2 separate regions of the Arachis hypogaea genome follow, and region 2 is linked to region 1. A link is a contact called in public Hi-C data. All regions are on one chromosome and are shown on one strand. The core of a region is the stretch at or near the end of the contact, and the rest is flanking DNA. Distances in the headings are between cores, read along the strand shown.

The links. Hi-C and Micro-C count contacts between places; a contact is called where the count stands out from the background.
Region 2: a Hi-C map of an unstated tissue shows a contact between it and region 1, with 2.9 times the contacts expected there. The contact joins the enhancer-like site here to the promoter of LOC112780138 in region 1. A contact is called at or near these places in 2 of 8 Hi-C or Micro-C datasets (leaf and an unstated tissue).

The regions. Positions count from the first base shown.
Region 1 is chr19:148,401,881-148,406,349 of arahy.Tifrunner.gnm2.J5K5, reverse strand. LOC112780138 (probable alkaline/neutral invertase D) reads left to right here and starts at 1,605. Exons shown (of 5, transcript XM_025824478.3): 1 at 1,605-2,021; 2 at 2,588-3,054; 3 at 3,169-3,600; 4 at 3,896-4,457. The coding sequence starts at 2,677.
Region 2 is chr19:148,447,323-148,452,012 of arahy.Tifrunner.gnm2.J5K5, reverse strand. No RefSeq gene overlaps it. Among protein-coding and RNA genes, the nearest start is that of LOC112777218, 7.8 kb to the left of the region's middle. Within about 2 kb of position 2,347, at least 2 of the 3 cell types and tissues checked have open chromatin away from gene starts, as enhancers often do.

The sequences.
Region 1 (4,469 bases), core at 356-2,855:
TTATTTATATGCAATATCAATATATTTTAATGTCAATTAATGAATATTATGATCTAAATTTATTTGATAGGGATATAATAATCATAACATCATGAGACTAGTAGAGAATAATGTATTATTAGGAGCAATATGAAAATTGAGCTTGGACTGCTAAAATTGGTAACAAGTATATATATTAGACATGTCAAAAAATCATTTATCCAAAAGTTTAATTTATGTAAAAGTCTTTTTTGTATTTGTGTGAATTTTGTATAATTTTTTATTTATTTTATATTAACTTTTTTGTTAATAATAATAAAATTCTATATACTTTTGTGATACAAATTTTGATACCATATGTAATAAAGTTACTTATTTTAAAATTAAAAGCTTAAACTTATGAATATAAATATATATGAATAATTATATATGTTACTATTATAAGTTTATCATAATAAGACAGTTAGACAAATTTGAAAGTCTTCTAAAATAGTTAATACCCGTAAATATTTGGATAAGATATTTACTAATAAAGTAATATAAGATATTTACTAATAAAGTAATAATTACTACCAGTAGATATTTGGATAAGATATTTAATATCATTACATATTTCATACTAATATACTACTAGTAATTACTAACCAGTAAATAAGATTTGGGCAAAATATTTAATATTGGTACATATTCAATACTACTAACTGTTAACGATTTTTTTTTGTTGTAACCATTTGAAGTCAAAGTCATTAAGACGAAATATTTAGTAATTAAAATAAATTAGTAAAAAAAGTCAAAATTTATTTTATTTAATATTCAGTAATAATTAATGAATATTAAATAAGATGAATTTTGATTTTTTTTAATATTACTAAGATAGATATTCTTCTTCTTTTTTTTTTCGGATAGTAGCTTACGTAATTTTCTATAATATCGCTAGTAAAAAATATTCTTGAAATACAATTATCAGTCACAACAATATATTTATATATTTTGTAATAAAATTATTAACTATTAAAATAATCAAATTTGACATAATAGAATGATATTTTTTATATTTATGCGGCATAATTAATTATTAGTAACACAACAAAGACAAATGGATCTGAATAAATTTACGGTTAAATTTAAAGTAACACACAATAAATATCATTCCATATCCATCCCTGTTTAGTCAATGGGGCCTTAATTTTTCCTTTTATTATGCACTAAATGCGTATCTCTAAAACTCAACTATCATATTCGAATTGTAAAAATAAATAAATTATAAAAAGAACACACACAAAAATGTACATATTTCATGCTTTAAACATCTAAAAAGCTTTGTCAAAACTCAAAACTCAAAAGTCAATTTTCTTTCATCCTCTGTACACAAAGAGAAGTCAATTTCCTTCATTTTTTATATCACATTTTTTATTTTAGAATATAGAAGGAGGAAAATTACAAGTTGAAATGTAGCTGTCGTACCGTGGGGCGTGGCACATAGAATCAGATCAATTTAAGAAATCCAGCCACCAACCCAAATTAATGAATCAATTAATTAATTAATTAATTTCCATAAAAAATTAAAAAAATAATAATATCCCTTTCAAAATTATAAATACACGCAGACACAAACACACATGCTCCTCGCTACCAAATCAGAAACGAAGAAACGCACGAGTCGGAAAAGAACAGAAGAGCAAAACGGTGTCGTTTTGCTGACGTGGATGATTCCTTGCCGCAACCGGCTAATACCGGTACTCCCCATTTCCCGAAAACGAAATTGTTAGAAAAGAAACGAAACTGGGTGAAACGGTCTCCGATTGGCTACTACGCTTTATCTCTCTTCAACTATTTCTCACTACTTTCTCTCTCTAAGTTGCTCCTCCGCGTTATAAATACGAGCTTTCGAGCTCACGTTAAATTTTTTCCCCTCTCTGTTTCTCTTCACTCTCTTCTTCTAGCTCTCCGGCAACCATTTCCCGGCGAACTCGCCGGACAATCACCGTTATTGCCACCGGAAAATCTCGCTCCACAGCCGCCACACCTCGCTCCTCCCTCAGGTTCGAACAACGCGATTCGCTTTTCTTTTTCCCGCTGGTTAACCTCAGATCTGTGTTTTTGGTTCATTTTTCCTGCTTATCGATGAATTGCGATCCTTCAGAATTCGAATCTCCATTTAGAGACATTCCTTGTTTCGCCGTAGTTCGGTGTTCGAGTCGTGAGATGATGTTTCATTCTTCTTTCCACTTTTCTTTTGGCTTTTAGCTCTTGCATCTGGATCTGTTACTTGTTTTTCTCGTTTGTTGCTTCATTTTGTGGTTTAGTTTTTGTTTTAAGTTGTGTGAATTTGTTGATGTTTGATGAGAGTTGAAAGATTTTGCTTCCTTTTTTTTTTGGTTATGCTAACAGCGTGTTGAGGAATTGTTTGGTTTTTCTTTAGATTTTACTCGCATTCGTGGAGCTTTAGTGTTAAGAAGAGTTATCTTTGAAATGTTATTTTAATCATTTGGATCGTGTTGATTTTGACTTCTGAGTGTGCTTTACGTTTCTGATGTTGTTTATTGTTTATTTTATACTCATTTGGGTGATATAAGTAATGTGGTTGTCCTGGATTTGTGTTTGACAGCTTTTCGTTTTCTCAACATTCTTGTTTGGTTGTAGATAATTTCTATTTCTGTATAATATCATTTGGCTATTGTTGGGGAAGTAGAGAAAATGGACGGGCATATTGGACTAAAGAAAATTGGCTCTCATGCCTCCATCTCTGAGATAGATGATTTTGATCTCTCACGTCTCCTTGACAAGCCAAGGTTGAATATTGAAAGGCAGAGATCATTCGATGAGAGGTCGCTTAGTGAGCTGTCTATCGGTTTGGCGAGAGGGGGCATGGATAACTATGACACTTACTCGCCTGGGGTAAGATCTGGTTTTGACACGCCAGCCTCTTCAACACGGAATTCATTTGAGCCTCATCCTATGGTTGCTGATGCCTGGGAATCCCTCCGGAAATCTCTAGTCCATTTCAGAGGGCAACCTGTTGGCACAATTGCAGCTGTTGATCATCAAGCGGAGGAGGTTCTGAACTATGATCAGGTGAATTCCAAGTCTGGATTTCTTGTTACTATTTTTTAGTGTGATTATTGAGGTTTTGAAAAATGTGACTCATTTTAGCTATGGAAACTTAATTGATACATTTTTCTTGCATAGGTCTTTGTTCGAGATTTTGTGCCAAGTGCTTTAGCCTTTCTGATGAATGGTGAACCAGATATTGTTAAGAACTTTTTGCTGAAGACCTTGCATCTTCAGGGTTGGGAAAAAAGAGTAGATCGATTTAAGCTTGGTGAAGGTGTAATGCCAGCTAGTTTCAAAGTCCTTCATGATCCTGTTAGGAAAACAGATACTCTTATTGCAGATTTTGGTGAAAGTGCAATTGGTAGAGTTGCTCCTGTTGACTCTGGATTCTGGTGGATTATCTTGCTTCGTGCATACACAAAGTCTACTGGGGATTTATCTCTGGCTGAATCACCGGATTGTCAAAAGGGAATGAAGCTAATATTGACTCTATGCCTGTCTGAGGGTTTTGATACCTTTCCAACTCTGCTTTGTGCTGATGGATGTTGCATGATTGATCGAAGAATGGTATGACATAGTTTGCAGTGTTGTTGCTTATGTTATATGACAATGAGAATGGTTGCTTGTTGGCTTGTTACATTCCATTATATATTACAAAGTTGGACCTTGGCTATTTTATAGTTCCAGGTGTTCCAATTTGCAAATGCAATTTTATTTTTGTTTCAGGTTTTGCCCTTATTCCTTTATTAGTTATTGTATGTAATTTCCAAGTCCTTGGGAACAAGCATTCACTTATATGTTCTGGTGATTTTTATTTTTGAAGAACCTCCATGTTTATTAATTATTTCTCCAACCTTTTCAGGGCATTTATGGGTATCCTATAGAGATTCAAGCACTTTTCTTCATGGCACTGCGATGTGCTTTATCAATGCTCAAACAGGACGATGCAGAAGGAAAAGAATGTGTAGAACGCATTGTGAAGCGTTTGCATGCTTTAAGTTATCACATGCGGAGTTACTTTTGGCTTGATTTCCAACAACTAAATGATATCTATCGGTATAAGACTGAGGAATACTCACATACTGCCGTCAACAAGTTCAATGTTATTCCTGACTCAATCCCAGAGTGGGTATTTGACTTTATGCCAACCCGTGGAGGCTACTTTATTGGAAATGTCAGTCCAGCCCGGATGGATTTTCGATGGTTTGCTTTAGGCAATTGTGTTGCAATTCTATCTTCTCTAGCTACTCCAGAGCAATCAATGGCTATCATGGATCTTATTGAAGCTCGTTGGGATGAGTTGGTTGGGGAAATGCCCCTAAAAATATCTTATCCTGCAATAGAGAGCCATGAGTGGCGAATTGTTACTGGTTGTGATCCAAAAAATACCAGATGGAGTTACCATAATGGAGGGTCTTGGCCAGGTTCTTCCTCTC
Region 2 (4,690 bases), core at 1,098-3,597, 45 kb before region 1:
AGAGTTATTATTTTTTATGTTTAGAATTTACTAATTTAGAAAATAACTCGAGGTTGAGACTTGAGACCCAAGACAAAGTAGCTAATCTTTTTTTGTCAGAATAAAATTGATTTTATATCCATCATTGAAGGTAAAAAAGTGTCTTAGTTTTGGGGGATTGGATTTTTTTTTCACTCGAACGGATAAAGTGAGATCTTTTATTATATATTTTATAAATAAAATAAAAAAATATAAAAAAATAAAAAAATTAAAAATTACATTTTACATCTTCCATTAAAAAAAATTATGAGGGTACATTCCCAGATGAAAAGAAAAAAGAAGGGTGTTGAACGACCAGGGTATGTGCCAAAATTTGGTCAATGGTCTTTTTATGGCAGGCCACTTTAGCTGGAGAAAATACCTTAGATGGAAAATAAAGAAAGGGCACATAGAAAATAGAACCTTGCAACATACACAATCAGACCCTACTCTATCTGAAGCTAAAAAAATTCTACCTACTCCAACCAGAGAAATAATAATAATATTATTATATAGTAACTACAAACTAATAGATAAGCATGAATCTTAGTTGACAAAGTGTGTGTTTGGATTCACGTTGGTCAAATTGGAGTTTGATTGGAAGTGATTTTGTAGAATTGATTTTGGTTAGAAGTGAGTTTGTGCTAATATAATTTATGTTTGGCAATTTTTACTAAAATTGATTTTGATAAAATAAATATTATTTGGATAATATTAATTAAAATCACTTCTAGATAAATAATTAATTAATTACTAAAAAAATATAATATTAAATTATAATATTATTTTTTAAATATATTTAATTTTTATATATTTTTTATTATTTTTTATATAATATTTTTTATAATACTCTATTTTAATATATTATAATTTTTTATTCTTATAATAAAAATTAATATTTATTTATAAAATTAAAAATAACATATAAAAATTAACAACTTTTTAAGTATTTTTTTATAATAAAAATTAATATTTATTTATTAAATTAAAAATAATATATAAAATAATATATTTTAGTACTCTTTTTAAGTACTCTTAATAATCTTATTTTTATTATTATTTTAGGTTCTAATTTTTTACAAGTTATATTTTTATTATTATTTATAATTAATTTTTTATTTAATTTATCATTTTTAATAGGAACAATAATATATATTATGAAAAATTAAAATAATTGTTTTAATATTATCAGTATTTATATAAAAAAAATTATGGAAAAACCAATAATAACTAGCAACAACCTAAACGTGCGTTGAGTAAACGCAGAAGCTATAATTTATTGCTTCTAGTGAACGAGCTTTTGGGATGCAGAATCACGTTGGCGTTGAGAGAAGAAAAGTTGCCAAACATCAAAGAACAGCGTTCAAAGCATTGAAACGCACTTTTATCCTCTTCAACGTGTTTCACAAACACACCCAAAGAGTTATACTAGTTTATCCATATGTTTAAGTTTAATAAGTTCTACAAATGTACAATTATATTAAAAATTCAACGGTTAAATCCAAAACTTAACGCTTAAATGTCATCTTTTTTATATTATGATAATTAATTCTAATTAAAAATAAACTGACAAATTAATTATCAACTTAACAAAAGTGGGGTAGTTAGATAATTAATTTTAAAAAATGTTATTTTAATAATAAATTTTGAAAAAATATAGCACATTAGTAATTGAGTTACGACTAAATCTGTTCCGGTCCAACCTGCTAAGAACCAAGGTTCGGACGCGAGCCACCGATTCGAACCAAAAGGAGACACCTCCTTTTTCCCAGGAATCTAGACAGCTGGCCGAAACTTCCAAACAAGTAGGTCTGTTCACAAAGGGCCCACCTAAGTACACAGTATAAAAAGGAGATAACTTACTCATCTCAAAACTAAATCACCTTTTTAACTTTAATTAGTCCTCTCCTATTACGAATACTGACTTTGGCATCAGAATGTCCTTACAAGAGGCCTCACCCGCCGTCCAACCAACGTTGTAAGCAGATTTCACCCTTCAACTCGTGCTCAGGTCCCGACCCCCCTTCGCATCTGTTCAGACACCACTTCAACCTGATCGGTGAAGAACCCGAGCAGACGAACAAAACCAATCTTATATCTAATCTTGTATGAGAATTGAGTTTATGAGTCCCACAATAAGAAATTAATGGTATAAAAATATAATGTCTAAATTTAAATATAAAATTAGAGGCCCCTTCAAGTGTGGTAGGAGGATACATCATGGTTCACATGCAAAAAGGAATAGTAGTTGCTGATGAGTCATGACAAGAAGATGCAAAACAATGAGTGATGTGAGCATTACTCAAGCAATATCAAGATATTCAAAAAATGGGGTCACCTTTGTTGACCCATTCCATTCAATAGAGGTATACACCAAGTTGGGGTAAAAGGGGTAGCCAGCAAAGACCTTAAGTTATATATTATGGTTTTCATTTTTCAAAAGTCCACTTTTTCTTAGGAGTAAAGCCTGCTTAACTTTTTCCCAAGATCTGATTTTGCACTTTCTTGAACGCTTCATTCTTCTTTAATGTGTTGAAGAATGTGGAGACATATACTTTACTTGGTAGCAGGAATTAGGTTCTCAAGGATAAGATTTACATTATCCAACTCATTGCTGACTGTGTATCTTCCATTCCCCAAAATTATAAATATAATATCATGTTTTTCTTTCAATTTTCTAATAGGCTTTGTTATCTTGTATTTTAAAATATATATTAAGTAAAATTTTTACTTTAATAAATATATTAAAAAATTAAATTTTATATATTTTTATAAAAAAAATTTAATTAATAACATTAGCATGTATGTTTAAGGATACATGTTAGTTAAAATAGTTTTCAATTAACATAATATTTATAATTATAATTATGTAAAAAAATGACCGAATCATTTACTAATAAATAAATCGCCCGTATCTCATAATGCAAATTTAATTTTCATTGTTAGTGTAAGACTATTTTAATAAAAGATTTTGCTATCGTGTGTTCTAAGAATATAGGTTAAATATACTATAAAAAAAATATTTAGTAATAAATAATATTAAAATATTTTTTTAATAATATGCTTAACTTAATGCCACAGAAGAGCAAAATCCTTTAATAAATGATCTATAAATATTTAGAAGGTCTAAAAATATATTTTGACAGATGTTAGAAATAACTAAATTTTTGTTTTTGTTTGATCTTCTTTGAAAATATTTACACCGTCATTGTAATGTGAATATTTGGGTCTTCCTTAAAAGTGGGAACTCAGAGATGAGACATACCTACACGTTTCCAGCAAACATGGTTGGATTTATATTCCCCCCAATTGCAAAGTTTGGATAAACAACTCATGTTATGCATTTATTATTGAAGAAATTAATAAGATTTTATATAATATTTTGGGTAAAAATATTTAAGTATTTTATCGCACTAACAAAAAGAGAATAACAAAATAAATCATTAGATTATAATTCAGGTATTTTTTTAAAATAATTTTCATCGTTTTTATGTACTGTGAAATAATATGCACAAATAAATTTATTTTAAATTTGTATAGCGACGTAAATAGGTTTTATACCAAGAATAACGTTCCTACTACAAACCGTGTATTCTTTTTTAAATAATTTTCCAACTAACTTTTTTGACGAATCAACCGAAAAACTTTTGTTTATTGGTGGAAACTTAGATACAGTTGAGTTCACGTGAAGTTGATACCTGAGAGCCGTTAGATAATTTGATTGATTTGACTAAATTTTTATCTAACAGTTCTGTAGTATTAACTTTACATGAAGTCAACTTTACCTAAATTTTCACCTTGTTTATTTGATTCTTAATATTGTCAAAGTTATCATTGAATTCAAATCCTTCGTAACTTTTTGTTTCAAACAAACCTAAAAAGATATAATTAAAGGATTTGCTAAAGATATTTATTAAAGTTATTTAAAATAGATAGCTATTCACCCAAAAAAAAAAAAGAGTAGATACTTGTATTAGAAAAACAACCAAACCAATATATATTTTGACCGTTAATTAAACTAACTTCTTATAGGCATTGCATCAATGATAAGTAAACCTTCTTATATAGTTATATGTTTTGGATTTGTGGATAGACTAATAACTTACTAATAACTTTTAACTATTTGATTATATAGTAATTAATTAATAAAGGACTTACTTCCAATATCCAAATCAACTAAGGGCGCGTTTGGAAAATTCTAGAAATAGCTTTTTTTAACTTTTGACTTATGAAAAGTAGTAGTATTAATGTCGGGTGCAATTTTTAAAACCAAATTGCAACTTTCTAAGAAGCTATTTTGGAGCTTATAGAGAAGTTAAAAAAAAATGACTTCTCTCATAATACTTCTACTTTTCATTACATTTCTTTAAAATAAGCACTTTTAGAGTTAAAAATCCAAACACAAAATAACTTATTTATACGTTACTTTTAACAGAGTCATTTATTGTTTAAGTTATTTTATCAAAAGGAACTTAATTAAGTTAGTTACCCAAACTGAGCCTAAAATTCACATTTTTTACTCTTCCGAGTTGAATAATAATGAAAAAAAATCGCACGTTTATGGGGCAGTTTGAATAAATAATTTAATTAATATCTTTTGAAAAAAAAATTTAAATATAAGAATTTATATTAAAAATATATTATAAACAAATTATTTTATATTTTATTTTTT